Regions from separate parts of the Drosophila melanogaster genome. Here region 2 is linked to region 1. Evidence: chromatin contacts called from public HiChIP or PLAC-seq data. All regions are on one chromosome and are shown on one strand. Each heading gives the region's core, a stretch centred on a gene start, on an enhancer-like site or on the middle of the called end of the contact. The rest is flanking DNA. Distances are from core to core; before and after follow the strand shown. Region 1 holds the start of Tak1 (TGF-beta activated kinase 1). Region 2 holds the start of CG15445.

Region 1 (5,935 bases), core at 822-3,321:
AAACTTTAAACAAATTACTATTATTTTAATTCTGGTTATGCGGAATAGCTATTGAAATTGTTTAAGTAATCATGCAAGCAATGTGAATTACCACAATCCATTTGAGTCATTATTTCACCAGATAATTTCAACGAATTGGATGGAAAGCGCTACGGGGTTGAGCCCTACGTTATAACCGCCCCGCCCCTCGACGACGACCTACCTCTGCACATTGGCGCGCCCAGCTCATGGCGTGGGCCAGAGAATATGCCGGCTTCACCTTGCCGTGAAGGAAGTTGTGCAGCGATCCACCTTCGGCGAACTCCATTATCAGGTAGGTGGCCTGCTGGTACGAGGATATCCCGTGCAGAGCGATGATGTTCGGGTGCTTCACGCGCGACAACTGCTTCACCTCCTTCTCGATGTCCTTCTGCTCGGCGCTGGCGAAGAACTCCTTGACGGCAACCAGCTTGTCGCGCCAAACGGCCTTGCAGACCACTCCGTAGGACCCATGGCCGACTTTCTGCGGGGAAAAAGATTATTAGATCTGATTCAACAGTTGTACCCTCCTTGTGCAAAACTCCTCAATACTAATTACGTTATACACCTTGGTCTAACACAGTTTGAATTGACTTCAAGTAGAACACACGAACGCATTGTGATGGGTAAATTTGAAATTCGTTTCTTATCAAACTGATAAGATCGTATCGTTAATAAATATGCTGATATTTGTATACAGTCTGTAGTTTGTTTTAATAAGTTTGAAACGAAATCCTAAAACGAATGTAAGCATTTAGGAATGCGTAAGTTTAAAATATAAAACCTTTCTTGGGTTTTTTAACAGAGCTGTTACAAAGCATACACTTTTAAAACGAAAAAATAACCGTTTATAGATTAAAACATGCTTTTTGAAAGTGCGATAATCGTCTGACTAACTAAGAATGAGTACTTGCTCTGCCCTAAATGGTATATGATTACTGGTTGTTTATCGTTTCAAGATTGCGTATACGTATACACCAATAGGAGCTCTAGACTTTGGGTATATTCCGTTTGGTATGCACACCTCTCTTAGTGTTATCTCACTGAAGTCCACATAGGCTGCCTGCAGTGCGTCCAGCGATGCTGTGGCCATCTCCGTGGAACGCTAAGTATCCTGGTGTTCTCTACTTGCTTTTCAGATGCAGCTTTTGTTTGTCAGTGTTTTGGCTTACAAATGAGTACTAGTTTACCAGTTGCAGTTGCATTTGGCGCCGCTGATTACCAGATTTAAAGTTCTCTTCAACTGTCCAAGTATGCCACCGATTCCTTGCCTTAAGGCTCTCTTCTATGGTGTCCAGGTGGTGCGCTATTTTGGTAGAATTACCGGGATTTCGCCTTTTTAGTGGCTACGATTCCGTGGGTTCCCGATTTCATTGCTGGCTAACTGTGCCTTTGGTTCCCTCTTGGGGACAGAGTTTTCGGAATCTTTGCAAGATCTAGACCTGGATTCATCATAAAGTTTCTTGCCTTTGTATAGATTGCGACTGACAACTTTTACCACGTCATTTTGCTAAGATATGGTGTGTTTCGCAGTTCCCAGGAGACTTCAGATGTTATCTAGATTCCTCAGCTGCAGGTTCCTGGACAAAGTGGTGCGTGATGCCAACCCTAGTGGATCGGTTTCCGTGCTCAGCCGATTTCCCAGACACCGCGGTCTCCGTGTCCTTTGTAGTCTGCCTGGTTCCACCACTCGTGCTACCGGTAGACTTCTCCAGGCGAAGATGATTGCTGTGCAGGACTGGGACTGGAACTGTGGGGTAGAATGAGCAGGCGGTTGACAGCAAGAAGGTGGCTAGAAGAGGGGGGCACGAGTTTATATCGACCAGCGGAGAGGGCCCAGTGCGCACATCACATCCTGGCCGGGATTCCTCCGGATTCCGGGCTCAATGCTTGAACAGATGGCGTCTGCATCGGACGCTGCCTTGGCGGGTTCTTGCGTTCTTCGCTGTAGATATACGCCGTACTTTTCAAGTACAAACTTGTTTTTTTTTTAATAATTTAACAAGACCGTCATCGATACATTAGTGCCAGATATCGGGCGCAAGGTACGTCGATATTTTTGCCTAGCACAGTGTGGACTCGCCGATAACGATAACATTGGTATTTGTATTTTTAATTCCAGCGACATCAATGGATCTATCCACTTAAAAGATACTTATTATTTGTGTGACATATTTTCAAAAATTAGGCATCAATTTAATTTTTACACCCGAGATACCAATACTCCCAATAAAAATAGTGATGCCATCTCGTCAGAGGAGCTGTGTCGCCCTCTGGCGCTTTGCATGCGTCTCGGGGTACCTATTACCTCCGATAGATGGCGCCAGTACATCCCATTTCGAGAGTTTTCAATCGTTGTTGTATTTTTAAAACGATAAGATAGATCTATTTAATTCTCTCTACCCGCCCATTTCCTCTGGCAACTCCAGTTGTTGTTAAGACATTTTGTAGTAAAAATCCACACGAATTTCAAAAATCCACCAACAAGTGCGAAGATGTACTTATATTGTGTAACGGCTTGTCACCTTTCTCAATGCATCATAAAAGTCCATCCTGTTTGCCCAGCTTTTTGTTCGTAATAATACACGGAATACACGCGTCTATAAGCTTTTCGACCTTGCTCTCTAGGTGTGGAATCCAAAACTGCTGTTGTATAGAATGTACGGTTTGTTCTGGTTTGCATAATGTCCGAATCCATGAGCTTCGTTTATAATCTTACGTTCGATTATTTTAGGTACAATAAGCAAATCATTTCCTTTGACAAACATGAATAAAACTCCTCCCTTCAGTTTAAGGTCATTGTAAGGTCGTTCTTCCAATATCGTGCGTATGAAATGACATTTCTTTCACTTTATACGTAAGCCGAACTTCGCTGATTCTAATAGCACCAACTTTAGTTTCTTAATACATTCGTCATTCGTCTGTCCATATATTATAATATCATCCATATAGAGTTGTAGAATGTCTCGGGAATATGTGGTTTATAAATCTTATAAATGCCGCAGTAGAATTGCAGGAAATCGACACAGGGAAGCAATCCTTGAGAACCATGCTGTTTAATTGGCGATAGTCCTATACAGATTCTGTAAGTGCCGTACTTTTTTCTTCACTACGACAGTTCTACTGGCGAAGCTTGAAGTAGATGGTCAATCGATTTCTTCTTTTAACCAGTCATCGACTTGTTTTTTAACGGCTTTGGCTTTAACTGGCGGATGTCGACTTGGTTGATGACGAAACGTCTTAATTTTCTCATCCGGCACAATTGGAGGTTGGATGATATTCGTCTATCAGCTTCCGTATCATAGGTGCAAATTGGGGAGGAGCATTCACATTACTTTCAGTGCAAACATAATCGTGAATACTTATCTGGTTAATGTTAGCTACCTCAGGCCAAGCTGATAACGACACAAAACGTAAACCCATTTACATCCAGTGTAAATTGAAACTTCGATAGAAAATCGTATCCAATGCACTTCCATCACCTTCCATTTTTTCATCCGCCACCACGATGAAGTTTTGAACAGTCTCCATATCGTCTATTTGAACATCTCCAGCGAAAACTCCCAGAGGCAACGTGGCCGCCTTGCCCAGGCCACGCAACAAAGAACGACATGGACTTAGCACAACATCTTTTTGCCTCATGTACACCGAGTACATCACAACCGTAACATCAGCACCCGTGTCAACCCAGCAAGCAACTTCAATACCATTTAGTATAATCCTTTACCAATTGCACCAATTTCCAACCAACTGACTGCGGGCAACTTGTTGATATATGCACATATATGCACACAGCACCACACTTAAAGCACTTCGTTCCAGCATTGCAATCTTTCTTCATGTGTTCAGACGATCCACAATTGAAGCAACGAGCCGTCTTTTTATTGTTGTTATAATGCTGTTGCTGAATTTAAATTAGATTTTAAATTAGTAGCGCATTTAATTTATGAGTAATTATTAAAGTCCCGCTCGCATTTCGCTGATATGAATATCTTGTTATGATCTTTTTTTAATATCTTTGCTTTTTCTTCGGTAGTATTGACAAATTATACATATTTATACCGTTTACTCGTAGAGTAAAAGGATATACTAGATTCGTTGAAAAATATGTAACAGACAGAAGAAAGCCTTTTGCGACCATACAAAGTATATATATTCTTGATCAGGATCAATAGCCAAGTCGATCTGGCCATAACCGTCTGTCCGTCAGTCCGTATGAACGCCGAGATCTCAGGAACTATATAAAGCTAGAAGGGTGAGATTCAGCATTCAGATTCCAGAGACAAAGACGCAGCTCAAGTTTGTTGACCCATGTTGCCACGCCCATTCTAACGCCCACAAGCCTCACAAAACTGTGTTGATATTTTTTTCACATTTTTATTAGTCTTGTGAATTTCTATCGATTTGCGATAGACGGTCACGCCCACACTTTGGAATAATTTTTGAGTTTTTTCTTATTTTATTACCCAATGTCTATCGATTTCTCAAAAAAAAATTATGAAATATCTCGTTCGCATTCACACTAGCTGCGTAAAGGGTATCTGATGGTCGGTGAACTTGACTGACAGGATTACCTTCCAAACTAGAAAATTTCGTCTTTTAACTGAGAGAAAGAAACAAATTAGGTCTGTTCTGATATAAAATGAAGCATTTTAAAATTCAAATTGATTTTCGATCAAGTTGGCTATGCTTTCTTTTGTCATAATATTTCGTTTTGCCGGAATATTTAGTTCACTTTCGTTTCACTACTTGACTGAGAAACAACATCCAGAGCACAATCTAATTCAGAAATGGAAGAGGAGTCGAGCGCGAAAGCAAATCCAATTGGAAACAACGAGTCTTTGATGACAGAGGATCCTGAGCAGCCGAGTGGATCGAAGGAGGGTTCGCAGTCCTCAGGGGCTTCTTCATCGACAACTGAAGCTTCATTGAATACGATAAATGTGACTACCCAGAAGAAGCGTTCGCAGTTCCAGCGCATTTATGAGAAACTAGAGGACCTGGAAAGGCAGATGGATCAGTATGAGCAAATGAATGAGCTATTCATTCATCTACTGGCTACAATCCAAGAAGAACTAGAAACAATATAGTATATCCAATTTCTGTTAGCCTATTTCCAAAATACCAATGTATTATCGAATGGTTCAAGTGTTGACGCATAAATATATTATGAGCATCCCATTTAAGGAGCTTTAATTAACACATTTTCTCTTTTGCATTTACTTTTTATAACAGTTAATCGTAGAGTTAAAGGGTACACTAGTTTTCCTATTTCATTCACAAATATCTATTGATATCCCAGAAAAATGATAAAACTTAGCGTTCGCATTTCCACCAGCTGAGTAACGGGTATCTGATAGTCGGGTAAGTGTCTCTTGTTTTAATTTAAAAACTTTAGTAAATTCCTTATTCGATCCTAACACCAAGTTACAAGTTAAGCCCTTGCAGATGGAATATCAATTGAGTACCTTGGATGAGTATCCAGAACACCTGGCAGCCGATGACCAATGTCCACAGCTGGAACTGTTTTGTTTTTCTTAAGCTTTACCAGCGGAACTGCAGGTATGACCAGAAGCCCCTGGAGGCACCAGCGCATTGCAGCCGAGGCACTGCTCCAATGAACTTCAAATGGGCTAAATGATTGACAGTGGAAGTAGACCAGAAATCCAAGGAGTTCAGAGCATTAGAGATACAAGTTGCCTGTTTTCAGAACCATGGAAGAATGGAGTACTATGTTCTTTCTACCTGTATGTTATATTTTAGATACCAGGAGACGGCAAACACTCGTTACTATAGCAATCATTTGAATGGCCATTTTGAGAATAGAACACCGGCATCCCAGTGTCAACTGGACCATGGACACTTCGCCCAATTGCTGAAACTAATCTCATGTTGGAGCAAATCAATCCCCCGGTGC
Region 2 (6,105 bases), core at 517-3,016, 590 kb after region 1:
CAATAAACTTTGAGATGCCAAATAGTAAAATATCTTTCATTAGTTTGATTAGCAAACCCACCGAGTGCCGTATTATTGAAGCAGTGAATGAGCTCCACCCGCAGGTGAGAGTGCATCTCCCGGGCAATCCCCTCCTGGTCCAGCCACTGGCGGAACTTCACCTCGAACTCCTGCTCCGACATCGCGGCCAGTTCCTCGAGCTGTTGCCTCAGCCGTTCCGCCCTGGCATCGGAGTCATCCTGCTCCTCAATCTGATCCTGAGGAATAGGTACGTGCTTTCTGGTAGGCCTTCCTGTGCGGTATCCGTGTGCTCCAACCTCCGGGGGCAATGATGATCCCCGCGTTACTGAACACAAAATGGGATTATCAGTGAATATGAATCGCTATTAAGTTCGTAAAGGTTTATTGTACTGAATATTTTAATTTGAAAAGATTATTTTTCGAACAAATTTGTGTACGTCGGAGTATAAAGATTGCTGGTTTCTTAGAGTTATAATAATAATAATAAAAATAGTTATAATAATAATATTAATAATAAAAATAATTATTATAATAATAATAATAATAGTTATAATAATAATAATACTTATAATAATAATAATAAAAATATTAATATTATTATAAAAATAATAGGCCCACCTCTAGTTATATTTGATGGTCCGCACGGTCCTGGTCTGCCCAGTCCGGTTGCTTGGAGTCGCTCCCTGGACTGCGTCATTCTCCGCCTGGCGGGATCGCCGTCGGTGCTGATCCTTCGATTATGCTGGCGCACCCGCTGTGTCGCCGACGCCGCTGTGGCCCGCTCCTGCTTAATCTGCTCCTCCCGCTCCCGCTTTGCGGCCTCGTGCTTCCGCTCCCGCTCGCAAGGCATGCCGATGCCGCCCACATCCCGCTGCTTCGCCCTGAACGATAACGTTGTCGTGCTCGCCGGCACGTGGCGAACCTTCATGCCGTCCTGAAGGAACTCGAGGCTCGGATGGGATCGAGAGTTGGTCTGCGTATGCTCGGATAGAACCTCTGACCGCCGCTTACATGCGCCGCGTTTGAGTAACTGAACTTTCCAGGTAAAACGAGCACGAGCGCAAGACACTCACCACCAACAGCGAAATGTGACAGGTGCGACGGAGCCTGCCCTGCCACCTGGGAACTGAGTGAAATTGGGGAGGAGGTCAACTCGATCGTCGGGGGTTGGTCCTCCTAAAGGCGTCAGCTGTGTTGCCTATGTGAAGCGTGCTCTAAAAATTAAGTGAAATATATGACAACTGAGTTCTATGAAATGGTATTCTAAGCAAAAGCTTATTTATCATAAGTAATTGCTCACTAATACTTATAACGGCGGCAGTATTTACTGCCGAGCCCATATTAAAACAGCAATACTTCTTGTGGAAGCGTGTATTTGGTGTATTTTTCACAATAATAATATTTTGAATTTTAATTCAAAACAGTTCCGCTTTAAAGTTGGCAGTTGACTATCGATAGATAATTGTCCGCAAAACAGCTGATTGCTAAGTAGTAAGTGCATCAGCCGTACTGACGGTGAAACTGAAATATGAGTTTCTTGCGTTAAATGGTATAGAAATAATATAATATAAATCAACAAGCACAGCTGTGTTTGCCAATGCGTTTTTATAAAAAACCAAATTTGAAGACTTTGACTATTAACGGGCAGAACGTTCATGTCAGTCAGCTTTTGCAAGCGTTTCGCTGTGGCTGACAGATGGCCGAGTGCTGCAAGAGCCGATAGCTATCGAGTTGCAGTTGTTGTGTCAAACGACAAAAAAGACCCAATTGCGGTGATTCCACCAGGCAGAGCTTATCCCATACGAAGACGCAGCACAGTTCACATTAAATAAATTTCCGTAAATAGTTCTTATTTGTCACCCGCCCAAAATTAAAGTCTACTCCACTGCACCCAACCCCGCGATTATCAACGACTGCGCATCGTTCTTTGTTGTTTCGTGTAGAAACACATGTGCAAGGAAGAAGAAGAACCAGAACATCACATCACTCGTAAATAGTAAATATCTAGAGCATGCCCGATCCTTTGTGACGCGTCAGTTTCAGCCAGTTCGCCACAATTTTTGCCAAGTCATCGTCGAAAATGTCACAAAACGACAACCTACTCATCCAGATCCGCGCCCTTCTCCAGTCCGATGGCGAGAAGCTGTGGGAGGAGCCCTACTACTCCGAAGATCTTGGTAGCATCGAGGGAGCACTAGAAGTACGTACTATATGCCCACCACCCCACACCTAAATGCCTTCCAGTCAGTGGTCGGGGAAATGACAAGAATGCCTGAAATACGGTTGGCAATATAGAAATATTATATTCAAAATGCATATATTATATATATATATATATATATATATTATATATTTATTTGTTAGTTCTTTTCACATTTGAAGAAGTAAGAAGCTAGTTTCGACAAGCCGTAACTTATATACACCTTCAGCTAAGTTCATATTATTAACACTTATTTTAGTTTGATTAGTTTGATCATATGATATTATTGTCCAATTAAAAATACTTAAAAAAAAAACAACATGACATTGCACAAACGAATCTTTTAAATTCCTATTATACTTTAATAATTCTGAATTACAAGAGTAACGACAAAGATATTATTTAGTTTCCTTATATAGGTTTTTGATCTGTTTCGCTTCGACTTATTTATAACGCCTAGAATAAAAATAAGATTTTAAACCGATAGATTTGTTGGCGTGTGAAAATGTGATTGCTTTCTTGAATTATTATTTATTTTTCAATAAATAGAGGTTGAGGGATTTTAAAAATAAAGTAAGACCAATAGTAGTCAAAAGAATAGCACATTACCAGCATTCATACTCAGGAACTCAGTAGCTTTGGATTAATATAATATATAATATTTTATTCTATAATAAGATGTGTATCCATTTCATTAAAGAACCTGGCGCAGAAGTACTCCGGCATGTTGGGCATCGATATAGGTCGCTGCAAGTTCTTTTTGACCGAGCTGCAGGAAAATGCTCTCCGTACGCTGGCCGCCCGACGTGAGTTCAGCACCACAGGAATTGCCACGTTGAAGGTTCGCCGCGTTGGCGAGCACAGCGGTGCCACAATGGTGGAAGTGAAGTGCAGCTTGGACATCGTGGGCTCCGAACTCCAGGCATGCATAGCGAAGAAACTGGAAGTGCCGAATGCTGCGCACGTCAAGTGCATCGCTGCCGGCAAAGTGGTGTCCGCCAATGCCACTTTGGCCGACCAGCAGTTGAAGAACAACCAGCAGTTGATTGTCATTGTGGGCGATGGGGATAATTCTGGCGAAGCCCTGTACGAAAGGATCAATCGCATCAAGGCCGATGTGGAGGCGGTGGTGTCCTCGAAGAATAACCTAATAGAGGTGAGTAAATCGGAAGGAAAGTTGCTTAGGTTGTTGTTTAGAAGGTTTTTTAAATCACACCACTTGTTTGTATTTTCGTGTCATGCCCAGATGGAGGATCAGAATGGCAGCCAAGTGTATTTGCCGCCTTCCGAGCATAAAGCCCTGCTCATGGGTTTGGGATTCTGTGAGAAGGCCCGTGCGGCCATGAATCGCAAGCATTTTGAGGAGGCTCTGCTCCTGCTTTTGGAGGCCGACGAGCATTTTTCTACCTGTGGCTCAAAGTTTCTAGAGTCCGTGGATAACTATGCTTTGCTGAACCTCGACATAGTGTGGTGCTATTTTTGCCTGAAGAACGTTACCCAGCTCCCGGATGCTGAGCATCGCTTGGCCCGCTGCAGTCGCAATTTCGGCATCAGCTATGGCGACAATTTGGAGAGGCTGTACTCCTTGAAGGGCAAGGACTGTCCCGAGAGGGCTTTAATTATGCGGCTTAAGTTGCTCCAGGGCGTGATCTTCTTCCACCAGAATCTTCGCAATCAGGCATTTGAGTGCTTCGAAGCGGCTAAAACTCTGCTAAATGAACTAAAGATCAACAACGACCAACTGGCTCTCCTGGTCGATATGGGCTTCGAGCCCTCCGAGGCTCGTATGGCCCTGCGCTCCTGCAAGGGCGGCACCGCCGTCGAACAGGCTGTTCAGTTTATTCACGAGCGTCGTCAGCAGCTCAAGAATGCACGCATGAAATATAAAGCGTCCGAGCGTGCTATGGAGCGCCGCCTGAAGCGCTCCAATTCCAAAGATTGCACCTGGGTGAATCCCCGCAGTGTCTGCAGCCTTGCTGACATGGGATTCGAGAGCGGACTGGCCACTATCGCCTTGCAGCGCTCTAATAATGATATCCTCCAAGCGGTAAGTGTGGCCAAGAATATATTCAATGACATGAATTGATCAGTATGTTTTAACTATAATCTCATGGATGTCACGTGTTTGTAAACTATAAAATAATAGAAATATTTTTTTCTTAGGTGGAACTGCTGCAGACAGAATCGGACGAACTTACTGGTGCTTCGCCATGGTTTCCGGTCACCGTAGACACGACCAAACTGGCTCAGCTTCTGCAACTGGGATTCAACGAGAACGACTCGCGCGTGGCCCTACAGAATGCATCAAATAACATGGAAGAGGCCATCGAGAGTCTGATGTGCGCCATAGAGAGCGAGGAGGAGCTGAAAGCGATTTTAAAGCACGTTGGGCGTTTGGCCGAAAATGGTGGGCAAAATCTTGACGGCCCCTCTACTTCGAACGCCTCCGGGCAGACGCAAGTTGCTTTGCCAGCGCCCATTATCGAAGCTGTTATCAATCATGCTCGCGTCGAGATTGAAACGTACAAGGCCTACGAGCGCTTTAACTCCGACCTCAAACTGAGCGACCTGGAATACCTGGACTTGCCACTTATCCAGGAGGAGAAGATCCTGACTGAGTATTTCAATATGCTGCAGCAGTAGCTTGTATTTGACTTGCCTTTTTTATATCTATACAAAAAAATATAGAAACCCGAAACCGGTTGTCAAGATAACTGTAATCATGACTTGTCTATATTGCAAATCGTAGTCTTATAATGGCACTTAAGTGGCATTCAGCTCCCCTCCCGGCTGCTGTTTGTCCAACTAGGCAAATAGTAAAATATAGAGATTTATAAGTACATGCCTTCTATTGACAACTGCAAAATGTGATTGCGCCGAGCCAGCGGGAGAATTCACCTTTTGGAGCCACCTGAAACTTGTTAGCGCCTCTGGTCATTGCTTATTTTTTTTTTATCGTTTGTTTTTTTTTTTGTCGCTTGACTCTCGACCCCGGCTCGGACGGCGGCGCTTGATTGGGTTCAGTCGTGACCTTGTCGAGGCCAAAGGGCGCCGCTCACTAAGCTCATCCCGTCGACGAATTGAGCGGAACTTACACGATTTGCTGTAAGTATTTGCTTTGCTTAGCAAAGAATTTATTTATTTATTCAAGTAGCACCAAGACTAAATATTATAAGTCAACTAATTGGTTTTCTATATGTATGTACATACATATGTGTAAAATAGTAATTTTCTATTTATACACGTTACTCGCAGAGTGAATAGTATGTAAAATGTTGTCTTGTACAAATTGGCACGGTGCCATAGGATTAAAGTATCCTGCGGCAAATGTGTTGCAAACATGTGTTTTTACATCCTTGTTGGGCGAAATGAAAAATTTAGCAACTGGATTTTTTTTTCCGTAAAAGTATTTGCTCTCATGAAATTAGGTGTGATAGGAAAATGAATTTGGTAGTTATCATACTCTTCAAATATCTGAAAATGTCCTATATCGTACAGTCTGTGGCTATACTTGTGTTTATTTTATAGTGCTAAGCTAAGACACGTGATATATACATAAAAATATAATTTGAAGAAACAAAACTTTATATCTGAAAAAATTATATTAAAGCAAGAATCCAAATCGAAGTAGAATGGTTAAATTGCCAATAGATAGTTCACGATTCTCGATTGGCAATCAGTCATTCACCTATTGGAAAGAGCCAGCACCACTTGGAACCCCCATTTACCCCCAACAACCCTTCTCCAAGTGAAGGCGGTCGCATGCGTGCCTCAAGTGGGAGTGAATGTCGGGTGTTAAGGTAGCACGTGGAAGCCAGTAGCTGACTCAAGCCACTAGGCATCCACGTACACTTATTCCGGAGCAGTTTATAATAATGGCTTGG

Evidence for each region. HiChIP or PLAC-seq counts read pairs in DNA pulled down with a chosen protein or histone mark.
Region 2: an H3K27ac HiChIP or PLAC-seq map of the Kc167 cell line shows a contact between it and region 1, with 4 times the contacts expected there. The contact joins the promoter of CG15445 here to the promoter of Tak1 in region 1. A contact is called at or near these places in 3 of 107 Hi-C or Micro-C datasets (the D17-c3 cell line, the ML-DmBG3-c2 cell line and the S2 cell line) and 2 of 6 datasets of contacts at active chromatin or transcription factors (both in the Kc167 cell line).

The regions. Positions count from the first base shown.
Region 1 is chrX:20,522,857-20,528,791 of dm6, forward strand. Tak1 (TGF-beta activated kinase 1) reads right to left here and starts at 2,072. Exons shown (of 8, transcript NM_079356.3): 1 at 1,043-2,072; 2 at 203-502. The coding sequence starts at 1,111. It overlaps CG42579, which reads left to right and starts at 4,775. Exons shown (of 1, transcript NM_001169339.2): 1 at 4,775-5,187. The coding sequence starts at 4,809. The coding sequence ends at 5,108.
Region 2 is chrX:21,115,395-21,121,499 of dm6, forward strand. CG15445 reads left to right here and starts at 1,767. Exons shown (of 5, transcript NM_134592.4): 1 at 1,767-2,010; 2 at 2,069-2,221; 3 at 2,922-3,377; 4 at 3,468-4,268; 5 at 4,385-5,050. The coding sequence starts at 2,102. The coding sequence ends at 4,864. It overlaps unc (uncoordinated), which reads right to left and starts at 1,520. Exons shown (of 7, transcript NM_001298583.1): 1 at 1,322-1,520; 2 at 640-1,235; 3 at 62-346. The coding sequence starts at 949. It also overlaps asRNA:CR44374.